Linked DNA regions of Mus musculus: regions 1, 2 and 3 are each linked to region 4. A link is a contact called in public HiChIP or PLAC-seq, capture Hi-C and promoter capture Hi-C data. All regions are on one chromosome and are shown on one strand. The core of a region is the stretch at or near the end of the contact, and the rest is flanking DNA. Distances in the headings are between cores, read along the strand shown. Region 1 holds the start of Mxra7 (matrix-remodelling associated 7). Region 2 holds the start of Unk (unkempt family zinc finger). Region 3 holds the start of Trim47 (tripartite motif-containing 47). Region 4 holds the start of Rnf157 (ring finger protein 157).

Region 1 (2,700 bases), core at 154-2,653, 420 kb after region 4:
GAACACAATAGTTCTCCTATTCAGGGCTAGTTAGAAGCCACTCTAATGACACAATTAGTCACCCACTTGTCAAGCAAAGAGCCTGCTAGTAGGGAGTCTGGCAGACTCAGCAGAGAAAGGCCTGAGCCCAGTCTCATTGCCGCCTCTCCTGTCCCAAGAGCTTCACTCCAGGGTAAACCATTGTATCCAGCAAGGGAAGGAGGCGGCTGCAGAGAGCCAACAGCTTGCCCACGGCGGCTAGCCCACGGCTTGCCCACAGCTTCCACTATGCTAGCCCACGGCTTCCTAACCATCCTGCCACCCAAGAACAAAGTATTGAAATCTGACCAGAGACCAGAGCATGTGGCCTGGCCTGGCACTGTGACATCCCAGTATCCCGGGCAAGCACGGATCCAATCTGCAAAGATGCATCTCAGAGACTGAACGCGTGAGGGGTACCCTGAAGACTGGTCAGCTGATAGCTCCTAGGAGGTGGGCAAGGTAGTTTGGGGGTATCAACTGCGATGGTCAGGGCCTCCTCTTGCACCTTTTGTTTCATATAAGCTGGGCTCATCCCAACGCAGGGGGTGGGGGGGTGAGGAGGTGTCAACGCCTACAAGCAGTTTGAAAGCTACAATACCATGGTCCCAGTAAGTGCCTTCCTCAGTCCCGTCCTTCCAGCCTCACAAAACGCCCACACTGACTCTGGAATCTGGATTCGAGTTGACCTAAAAGACAGGCAACTTCTCTTCTTGCACATCCCACCCCAAAGTACTGTGTTGTCAAGAGAGAGCTCACTTTAATTCAGACCTTGAAGTAGGACACGTGTTTGTGGATTTAGGCAAGGGTGGGCAGAAGCCAGGCAAGAGGAGGGTGCTGCAGGGCAGAGTGTCAAGGGCCTTGAAAGGCCCGGGACGGCCAGGACGGGGAGGAAGGGAGGACAGCTCCAAAGCAAGGCACTTGGAGGCACTTTGGGGGAGGATGGAGCGTCCCAGCCCCAGGAACCCTCCTTTCCTGCCGGCCACTAGCTCGGCCCTTCCTGGGCAGGTCCAGCCAGCAGGCTCGTAGGCGCCCTCCCGGGGACCCCACGGCGATCTCGGAGCGTACCTGCCTCCCCTCGGCCGCTGGCTCCTCCGCCTCGGACTCCTCCGGCTCCGCCACGCGCTCGGACTGGCTCGGTCCCTCCGGTGCAGGCTCCGGGGCGCAAGACTCTGGAGGTTCAGGCGGCGCAGGAGCCCCGGGGGCCTCGTCCGAGGCGGTGCTCTCCGGGGCCGGGACCCGGGCCGCCCCACGCCGCAGCAGCAGCCAGGCGAGCAGCAGCGCCAGCGCCGTGACCAGCGCGGGTAGCGCGGCCAGCAGCTCGACCGGCGACTCCATCGCGCCGTGGCCGCCGAGTGGCCGCCAGCCCGGACCCCGAGGGAACCCGCCGCGCCCCGCCGCCAGGCCACGCCCAGGGGCGGAGTTTCGTCAAGCCCACGCCCCTCGCGCCCTGGAGTGATTCGGAGTTCGGACCTTGGGAGGCGCTGAAAAGCTCGCTCTGGGGCACCATCTCAGCTCAGGCTTCAGTGCATTTCTGCCCTACAGAAGTTCATTTAGAGATGGTAGTGCAAACAGAAGAGAGCATCAGATTTCGTTACGGATGGTTGTGAGCCACCATGTGGTTGCTGGGATTGGAACTCAGGACCTATGGAAGCGCTCTTAACCGCTGAGCCATCTCACCAGCCCTTCCAAAGAACTCTTAAGTTTCTACTAGGGACATGGTGGCTCTTGCCTTTGATAACAAATCCCAGAACTCCAGAGGCAGAGACGGATGGGTCTATGTGCGTTCAAATACAGCCTGCTTTACACAAGCAAGCCCCAGGCTGTCTAGACTGCCTATGAGACATGGCGGAAAGAGATGAGAGGTTGGCAGCATGGCCCGCAGTTGCAGCATTCACAAGTTTCCGTTAACCACCACTGAGAAGAGACACATCCCCTCCAGCCCAGAGGCTGTGGGGATAGGATTGGGCTCTTCCTGCTGCTGGCTGGAGCTCACAGCTGTGAAGATGGTGTTAAGAAGGCTGGTTTTGTTTTTCTGTATCTTTCCCACTGCTCTCTCTATTGGTTAAAGTGTAAAACACACTGTAGCAACTGTCTACCTCCCTAGCACACCCCATCCGCCTTTTAGTTACTTTGAATAAATACAGGGCAAAGTTTGTCAGAAACAAAGAACAACAGAAAGCAACTGGGCTTAACAGGTGCCTGTAACCCCAGCATTCAGGAGGTGGAGGTAGAATTCATTCAAAGCCTGTCAGGGTTACATAGTGAGTCCCGTTTCAGCCTGAGCTACATGAGACCCTGTCTCAAAAGAACAGAAAGGGGTTGGGCTTCCCAGCTATTTAGAAAGCCCAGTAGACCAACCTGAGCAGTCTCAGCTCACACAACAAAACGGGGCTCCAGCTTTGGCTAGATGCTAGACCAGAGTTGTTTTGTTCTTGACATGTGGCAGAGGGGAAGGAATCCTAAGCCTACCAACATACTTACACATACAATGGTAAGTGCTCTACCACGGTAGGAGCCACATCCTACCAGGGAGAGTGACTATCTTACTGGGAAGAAACAGCACCATCTCACTTGTGAGCTCCAGCCATGACAGGAGGATCCCCTGTCAGCAGCGGGAAGGGCCCAATCCTATAACCACAGCCTCTGGGCTTAAGGGGGGATGTGTCTCCTCTTAGTGGT
Region 2 (2,700 bases), core at 69-2,568, 380 kb before region 4:
GATATAGATTGAACATAGAAAACAAGGTCAAATGGGAAGTATTACATATCTATGATGGACATTTTTATTATTTTATTATTATTCGTGGAGTGGGTTCTCTCCTACCACCTGTACATCAGTCCCAGAGATCCCACTTGGGTTTGCAGCCTAGGGAAGCAAGCACCTTTACCCCTACTCATCTCCAACCTGTTGTTGTTTGGTTGTTCTTGTTCGGGTTTTTAGACAGACTGACAGCTCTGGCTGACCTAGAACTACCAACGGATGCCACCAGGCTTTGAATTCAGAGATCCACCTTCCGTTGCTTCCTGAGTGCTGGGACCGAGATACATGCCACCGTGTTGGTTTTTGAGATAGGGTTTTAGTACATAGCCTAGCTTGGCCTGGAACTTGTGACTTTCCTCCCTCAGGATGTACCCCTATATCCAGCCTGTAGAAAGTCATTTCATAAAACCATATTCCTAAATGTGAGGCAATTGCCTTGCATTTCCCCGGAACAGAAAGGTTTTTTTCCAGAAAAGGGAACTAGAATGGACTAGAACATTTTTTTTTCCTCAGCCCCTGGCCCTTCTCATGTAGTCTATCACTATACTTCTCAACAATTTACCAAAGTGCCTAAGAGACTACTCTAGATAGAGATTAGGTTCTCCCTTGGACCTTAACCTACTGGAAACAAGGTATTTGGGCCAACCACTGAGTTCAGAAGGAGCCCAAGTGGAGGGGTTCCAGGTTTCAGGGTTGATAAATGTTAATGATGCCCAGGAACAATATGGTGTATTGTAATTTTTAAAAACAAAACAAAGCAACAACAATAAAAAGCTTCTTCAAACTGTCTGCTAGCCTGCATACTTTCTCTGGTGATTTACAGGTTACTATATTATGAAAATATTGGCTGACTAGCTTGCTGGCTCCGAGGCAATGCTCTAGACTGACTTTAGAAACGGTGCGCCAACTGTACTGGTAGGGAGGCAAGGCAATTACTGCACTGCATTTGGAACATTCTCCGTGGAGTTGTTTCAGGCCTCCCTAACTGGTTCCTTGCTCTCCGGAGGATCCAGTTTAAAGGTAGAGTTCACCTCCGACCACACTGACAATGCTCAGGTAATAGTTAAGAGTGACTAGACTACAATTACCACAAGGCATTGCGGATCCTCAGCATCCGGGACACCGTCCGCAAAGATCTCTGGGTATTGTGGTCTTGCACTTTAGCAGCGACACTGTGCCAACGGTAAAATTTCACCGGAAAGGAGGACCACAACTCCCAGCAACCTTTGCTGCTGTGCGGGGGGTCTTCACGTTCTCGTGGCGCGGCGCAGGCGCTGTGGGTCTTCGGCGCGGACCGCGCAGACTGAATAATAAAAGGGGAGCGGCGAAGAGGCAGGAAGACAGGACCATGTCGAAGGGCCCCGGGCCCGGCGGCTCGGCAGCTTCCTCGGCGCCCCCGGCCGCTACCGCTCAGGTGCTGCAGGCACAGCCCGAGAAACCGCAGCACTACACGTACGTAGAGCCCCCCCCGCCGCGCGCGCACGCCTGACGTCAGCGGCCAGCGTGAGTCACGCGCGCAGGGAGAGCGCGAGGCTGTCCCCCCCCCCCTTCCTCCGGCTCGGCCCAGACCGGTTCCAACCTGCTGGGACCGGTCCCAGCTTACTTCAACTGTCACCAACCTCTGGTCGGGCAGTGGGGCGGGAAACTCGGTCCCAGCCTCCGAGTCGGAAAGGCAGGAGCGCGGGTCCCGAATCCACACTTCTCAGGCCAGGCCTCAGAGGCCTGACGGTCTCAGACATAAAACCCGACAAGTCCACGACATGACAAGTGGAAGTCTGTACCAACCAGCACGAGACCTGTCTAGAAATGACTGTTTGCTTGAAGTCTCGGGAGGAGACTCTGTGCACCGGAGGCCTTTTGTATCTTTAAGGCCTGTTAGATTGTCCACGAGGATCACCCATGCTTGAATTCCCTTAAACAGTCAAACGTGCAGAAATGGGCTCACTCCGTGCAGGCTGTACTGTCTAGCTTGAGTCAGCGACATCCGGGGTGTTAATGGTTGCAGACCCCTTCAGCATCGGGCAGGCAAGGGAGCCTCATCGTAACTGGCCTAAATGAGATTGCCACAATGTAAAAACTGCATGTGTACAAGCTTAGGTCCCTGCCTTCCTTGCTGTCATGTCACAGTAGGCCTAGGTTCTGTGAGACAAAGGCCAATGCTGTAGTTCCTCTTGTAAAGCCCTGTTGGTTTCCGTTCCCTGCTGTGTGCCAGGAGTGTCCCTACTGGGTGCCTGAGTGATGGGCCAGTTTAGGAGATCCCAACCTGTGGAAATGTCAGAACCCGAGAGATTGAACAACACTCCAGCGTCCAGCCAGGAGCTGGCAGCATCCGAACTAAAGTCAGGCAGAAGCAGCTCTGGTTCAACACTTTTGGGAGTTGGGACAGGGGAACATTGGTTATAGAAAATGTATTGGTTTCTTCAAATGACTAGTGTTGGCTGACGTCATCCAAACTTGACTGTAACTCAGGTTAGCCTTTCAAGTATGGTGGTCATCAGTTGGTCCTTTCTTACTGGAGTTCTCTCTCACTCTGCAACCTTGCCATTGCTTTTGATAAGAAGGTCTAACATCAGAATAACATCACTTATCTGGTCACACACAAAAATTTGTAAACTTAGTGGAACTGTGAAAAACATCTACATTTGTTTATTTGTATGT
Region 3 (2,700 bases), core at 84-2,583, 300 kb before region 4:
ATGCTCCCCACGGCCCCAGAGCATTCGGACAGAGGAGATCTGTGTGACCAGCCCAAACTCCGTCGCTCTCCTGGTGCCCGCCACACCCATACAAAGTGGCTGACTCAATTCAGGACGAATCTGAATTGAAGAGGGCATCAGCTACGGGGCCCCGCCCGCACCCAGCGACTCCTGACCCCCACGGCTTCTGAGGGCCTAATGCGGATCCCTCTCTCGCTTTACACTTACACTAATCTAGCTAAAGCGCTCTCTCTCTCTCTCTCTCTCTCTCTCTCTCTCTCTCTCTCTCTCTCTCTCGGCTTTTTGCCACTCTTTCATCTTACTAGTCCCTCCCGACTCTCTTTCCATCCACACCAGCCCCAGCAAATGACAGTGTAGACCGGAAGAGGTTGCAAAGATTCTCAGGCTAGAGGAGGAAACTAAGGCAGAGCCTATTGAGTCAGAGAGATGAAGCCCATGTAAAGGCAGGAGGAGAGAACCAACCCCACAAAGTTGCTTCCTTCATCTCCATGTGCACAGCCATAATGATAAAACAAATATATAACAGACACACCCGGATAAGAGTGAGGGACTAAATAGCTCTAGTGTCCCTCCTGTCACCCATCTCCACGTGTCGACTCAAGGTGCCCCACCTCCTGAAGCGCGCGCTCCTGCTCCAGCGGCACGAGCTCGTGGCCGCGATGGTCCTGAGTGGCACAGGCCTCGCAAAGGCACACACGCTCCACGCGACAGTAGCGCTCCAGAGGCCGCAGGTGGCGCGGACACAGGCTCTCCTCAAGTCGGCGCAGCGGGGGCACCAGGCGGTGGCCGCGCAGGGCGGGGCTGCGTTCGTGGGGGGCCAGATGCGCGGAGCAGAAGGAGGCGAGGCAGGAGAGGCAAGAGAGCGCGGCGGGCAGGGCGGCGCCCTCGGGGCACGCGTCGCAGCGCACCGGCTCCTCACCCGCGGGCCACTGCTCCGGCGCGCAGGGAGCCGATGGTTCCGGAGCCGGAGGTGGTGCGCTGGGCGCGGAGGGCTCGGGCGTGGCGCCCCGGGTCGATCCTGAAGCCGGGGCGGACATGGGTCCCGGGACCGAGCCCTGGCGGAGCTGCAGCAACTCGGACAGCGTGTGGTTCTTGCGGAGCTGCAGGCCGTCGGGGAAAGGCTCCTGACAAAGTGGACAGCGAGCTGGACCTCCGGAACCACCGGTGCCGCCCGCGCTCCGGTGCGGCCAGAGAGCGCCCAGGCAAGCGAGGCAGAAGTTGTGGCCGCAGGGTAGTGTCACCGGCTCCCGGAGCGGTTCCAGGCAGATGGGGCAGCTGAAAGGCCCGCTGCCGTCCATGGCTCCGCCGCTACCCGGGCACCGCCTGTGCTGCTCCCGCCTGGGAGGGACCTGGGACGGTTCGCGCCCGGCACCGCCCCTTGGGACCCTGGCCAAGGGTCCGGCCCCCTCCTACCCCTCCGCAGCTCTGCTCGCCCCAGCGCGGCTCGCCACCGCCGCACCCACCGGTCAGCAGACGCCGCGAGGCCGGCCAGCCCTCCAGGGGAGCACGACCCTCTTGAGACTTCTACCCAGCGTGGGCGGAGGCGGTGGGACTGCCAGAGGATTGTGAAAAGGAGAGGACCCGGAGCGAGAATGTGAGGGGATTCATGGGGAGGAGGCTGAGAGGACATTCGATCCTCCATCCTCTATCCTGGTCAGCCAGGTGCCATGGTGGGCGTGCACAGCCATGTAGCCAGCGCCTTTCCCTCCAGACCCCTCCCAGGTACAGTTAGCCAAGTTCCCTGAGTTGCTGACATACAGAAAAACTTACTGCTGGTATGTGTCTGTTTTGACCTCTTAGCGACTGTGTTTACCCGCGCTGGGGAACTTAGCCTTGTCTAGATCTGAAATGGGAAGCTGACATCACTTGACAAATCCCTTGTCTGAGGAATTTACTTCCGTTCATGGATACTCGCGGGTGCCTGTAGTTCCCCAAAAGGAGACACTGGTTAAGGCCTGCCCAACTATGCATTTAGAACAGTGCGTCTAGTTGCAAGGACTTGTGCTTGAGATTTAGTCTCTGTATGTAGCCCAGAGTGACCTAGAACTCTTCATCCTCCTGCCTCAGCCTCCTGAGTGCTGGGATCACAGGCTTATGGCTTCTTCGTGTTGTTTCTGGGATAGGTCTTTCTTACATAGCCTTGGTTAGCCCAGAGCTTATGTTGGCCTTGATTCCCATGCCTCCACTTCTCCAGTATTGAGATTCCAGGTGCAGGCCACCATGTCGGGTAAACTGACATTGTAATAATGCAATAATGTTAAGCTTTAAACTATGTAGAATCAAATTGTCAAAATTATTTTAGTAGTTATTTTATATGCGCACACTGTTGCTGTCTTCAGACACACCAGAAGAGGGCGCTGGATCCCATTACAGATGGTTGTGAGCTACCATGTGGTCAGTGCTCCTAACCGTTGAGCCATCTCTCCAGGCCCTTATTATTGTTATTATTATTATTATTATAGAGTGGAGCCCACAGTTGGTAAAGTGTAAGGGCCTGAGTTAGATTCTAGCCCCTGGTTAAAGGCTGAGCATGGTGTCCAAAACCAAACGAATAAACAAAGTGGGTGGAATAGTGTTGTTACAACCCTCGATAAAAAAATAAGCATCCATGTGCCCATGTGATAGTTACCTGTAACTATCAGCAGAATCCCAAATAATTCCTGTAGGCTCTCCAAAGTG
Region 4 (2,700 bases), core at 12-2,511:
GGATGTACTGCTGAGAAATCAGCTCGACTCATTAGCATGTCTTTATTCTACCAAGAGAGAATGGGACCCTGTCCAATTCTGACACCTCACTCACTACTCCCGCATCAAAATCCACACCAGGTCCTCAAGCCAGAGGGAAGGTGGTAGACACGAGTCCCGGGGGTCTTGAGATCAGCAAGCAAAAAAAAATTTTTTTTAGATAAAGGTGATGATAAAGGACATGTAGCTGGGTCACTCGCCAGCAGCTTGAACAGCAGTCCTCACTCAAGTGGACTACTTTCTCATCTGCTGTCAAAACTCTCCTGCAATGCTGATGCTGATGGAGGCATTGACTGTTTCAAGTGACAGTGTACGACAGAAAACACTTTTGCTCTGTCTCCAGCCATCTCCTTGACAGAAACTAGGAAAGGGGCAATCCAAGTGACTCTTGTCAGATTCCTACACATCTCTGTTAACTTAGTTTCTCCCCCAATCCCCGCCCTGATAGTCTCCAGAAAAGCGAAGAACTGCTTAAGCAAGTTCGTCCTCCCGCACTACTCCTCACGCTCGCAGAAACGCACTTCTAGCTGTCCCAAGGGACATGGATGCGACAGCCCGGGGACAACACCTGGCACAGGTGCCTGTCAGGGATGCCTCTCCAACCCGCAGCCGCTGCAACGCCGCATCCCCGGCGGCGCGCGTCCCTGTCGCAGAGCAGATTACCACGGAGGACGCGAGCGGTGACCTCGGTGACCCTGCAGGCACCTGCAGTCCTCCGCGTGGCGTCGCCGAGGCCCGGGATGGGGAGCGCCCCCCGCCCTGCATCCCGAAGACCTCCCCCGCTCCGCGGCCGACTCGGGGCCGCCCGGGCCACCGCGTTGCCCGCCCGCAGCATCCGACGCGCGGCCTCCCCTCCGCCCGGCCCGTGGCGCGCGCCCGGCCCTCACCGGACTTGGGCGGGTAGCGGTACACGGAATTGGACGGGATGTCCACCTCCTCCACGCCCGCGTGCTGCCGGCTCGTCAGGGCCCCCATGGCCGCTGCGATCGCGGCGTCGCCCGGGCTCCGGCGTCCGAGCCTCAGCGCGCCGGCCGGCCGCACGCCCGGTGCGGGGGTCGGCTGCCCGCCGCGGCCCGCTCGGCTGAGGCGCTGCTGCGGCTGAGGCTGCGGGGAGCGGCCCGCACGGCGCGCACCATCCTCCGCCGGGCACCGCGGCGGCGCCTCTGCCTGAGGGGGCTGCGGGGCTGAGCCCGGGGGCGCCGCCGCCGCCTCAGACCGCGTGATGTCAGCGGCGGCTAGCGCGCGGGGGGACCGCGGCGGCCTCAGCCAATGGGACGGCGGGGCGGGAGCGCCCGCGGGCCGGCCAGCCAATAGGAAACGAGCTGCGGTGGGCGCCCGCGGCGCGTGCTTCGCGCGGAGGTTGCGGCGCGGATGCGGCCTGGGGCTCGGCGGCAGCGACGGGCAAGGGTCTGAGTCTCCCGGAGCTGCTCGGCCACGGCGGGTGGAAGAAGCATGGTCCCCGCCGCACCCGAGCGGTGTCCCGGTGGGATTATTGCTCCGGGTGCGCCTCCCCCGTGGCACCGGGGAGGCCTGCCTCGAGCTCGCGCGTCTTTGTCCCTGAATCCCACAGCGAGCCGCCCCGCCCTGGCAGCCAGAGCCCCGCCTCCTCCGCGTCTGTCGAGGTCATAGCCCAGGGGCGAGCATCCACATCCCTCATGCCCCTACCGCCTGAACCCCAAGTGCTCTGCCAACCTCACATCCCAAATGTCACCAAGACTGCATAGGGGATGTTGGGATGGTCAGCTAAGATGTGGCCATCCCTCCGTAAATGCTGTTTGTAACCTCCTTCCTGGGACAGCTCGGGTAGCCTTTAGGGTTTGGATTGGTAGGCATTAACTCAAGATAGTCACTCTGAGCCTGTCCCTTGTGAACTGTTCTCTGGAGACACTGGAAAGAGCCTTGTGTGGCCTATCAGTGAACAGTCCTCGAATCAAAAAGGGAATTTGATAGGGCAGATCTAGGACTTCCCTACACACACACACACACACACACACACACACACACACACACACAGTGGGCAGGCAGAAGACGTCATTGCTCAGTTAATTACAGACATTTATGTATTTGTGGGTATGATGAGGTTTTGGGGATTTTTTTGTTTTGTTTTTGTTTCTCTGGGGGGAGACTGATCAAGGTTCCGAACTGTTTCAGCATGACGTCAACTTTCAACAACATACACAGTAGTTTGGGGTGACTGATTCCCTTCTTTAGGTTTGTAAAACTGTTTTGTAGATCTGTCTGTCTCCTGATCTCTTCTCTTCTCTTCTCTTCTCTTCTCTTCTCTTCTCTTCTCTTCTCTCACCCCCCCGCCCCCCCCCGTGTGTGTGTGTGTGTGTGTGTGTGTGTGTGTGTGTGTGGTTTGCAGGGGTTGGTGTGGTTTAAGTTTTGTTGTTGATGTTAACATTTTATTTGTGTGTTGGCAGGGGGGGGTTCCTCTCCTGTATCGCCAGGTGATTTTAGAGGTCAAAGGACAACTTGCAGAAGTGTTTTCTCTTCAACTGTGTGGATTCTAGGGATATATCTCAGTTCCTCGGCTCCCCCTCCACCTTGAGACCAGATCTCATGTAGCTCTCGTTGACCCAGAACTTCTTGTAACCAATGTGGCCTTGAATTTCTGAGTCTCCTGCCTCTGCCTCCCAAGAGTATTTTGCATTTTCATTC

Evidence for each region. Promoter capture Hi-C pulls out the DNA fragments that hold promoters and counts their contacts. HiChIP or PLAC-seq counts read pairs in DNA pulled down with a chosen protein or histone mark. Capture Hi-C pulls out chosen DNA fragments and counts their contacts.
Region 1: a promoter capture Hi-C map of liver shows a contact between it and region 4, with 2.8 times the contacts expected there. The contact joins the promoter of Mxra7 here to the promoter of Rnf157 in region 4. A contact is called at or near these places in 1 of 39 promoter capture datasets (liver), 1 of 115 datasets of contacts at active chromatin or transcription factors (embryonic stem cells) and 1 of 9 other capture datasets (adipose tissue).
Region 2: an H3K27ac HiChIP or PLAC-seq map of extraembryonic endoderm stem cells shows a contact between it and region 4, with 2.4 times the contacts expected there. The contact joins the promoter of Unk here to the promoter of Rnf157 in region 4. A contact is called at or near these places in 4 of 39 promoter capture datasets (the C10 cell line, cranial neural crest and pre-B cells), 1 of 15 datasets of contacts at CTCF or cohesin (the NIH/3T3 cell line), 3 of 484 Hi-C or Micro-C datasets (B cells, cortical neurons and epidermal suprabasal cells), 2 of 115 datasets of contacts at active chromatin or transcription factors (double positive thymocytes and extraembryonic endoderm stem cells) and 1 of 9 other capture datasets (macrophages).
Region 3: a capture Hi-C map of embryonic stem cells shows a contact between it and region 4, with 2.4 times the contacts expected there. The contact joins the promoter of Trim47 here to the promoter of Rnf157 in region 4. A contact is called at or near these places in 2 of 39 promoter capture datasets (the HPC-7 cell line and embryonic stem cells), 1 of 484 Hi-C or Micro-C datasets (embryonic stem cells), 4 of 115 datasets of contacts at active chromatin or transcription factors (the HPC-7 cell line, bone marrow-derived macrophages, embryonic stem cells and 1 more) and 2 of 9 other capture datasets (adipose tissue and embryonic stem cells).

What each region holds. Positions count from the first base shown.
Region 1 is chr11:116,826,643-116,829,342 of GRCm38.p6, forward strand. It overlaps Mxra7 (matrix-remodelling associated 7), which reads right to left and starts at 1,404. Exons shown (of 4, transcript NM_026280.3): 1 at 1,087-1,404. The coding sequence starts at 1,356.
Region 2 is chr11:116,028,998-116,031,697 of GRCm38.p6, forward strand. Unk (unkempt family zinc finger) reads left to right here and starts at 1,319. Exons shown (of 16, transcript NM_172569.4): 1 at 1,319-1,494. The coding sequence starts at 1,391.
Region 3 is chr11:116,108,902-116,111,601 of GRCm38.p6, forward strand. It overlaps Trim47 (tripartite motif-containing 47), which reads right to left and starts at 1,334. Exons shown (of 6, transcript NM_172570.5): 1 at 633-1,334. The coding sequence starts at 1,319.
Region 4 is chr11:116,411,771-116,414,470 of GRCm38.p6, forward strand. It overlaps Rnf157 (ring finger protein 157), which reads right to left and starts at 1,262. Exons shown (of 19, transcript NM_027258.1): 1 at 927-1,262. The coding sequence starts at 1,014.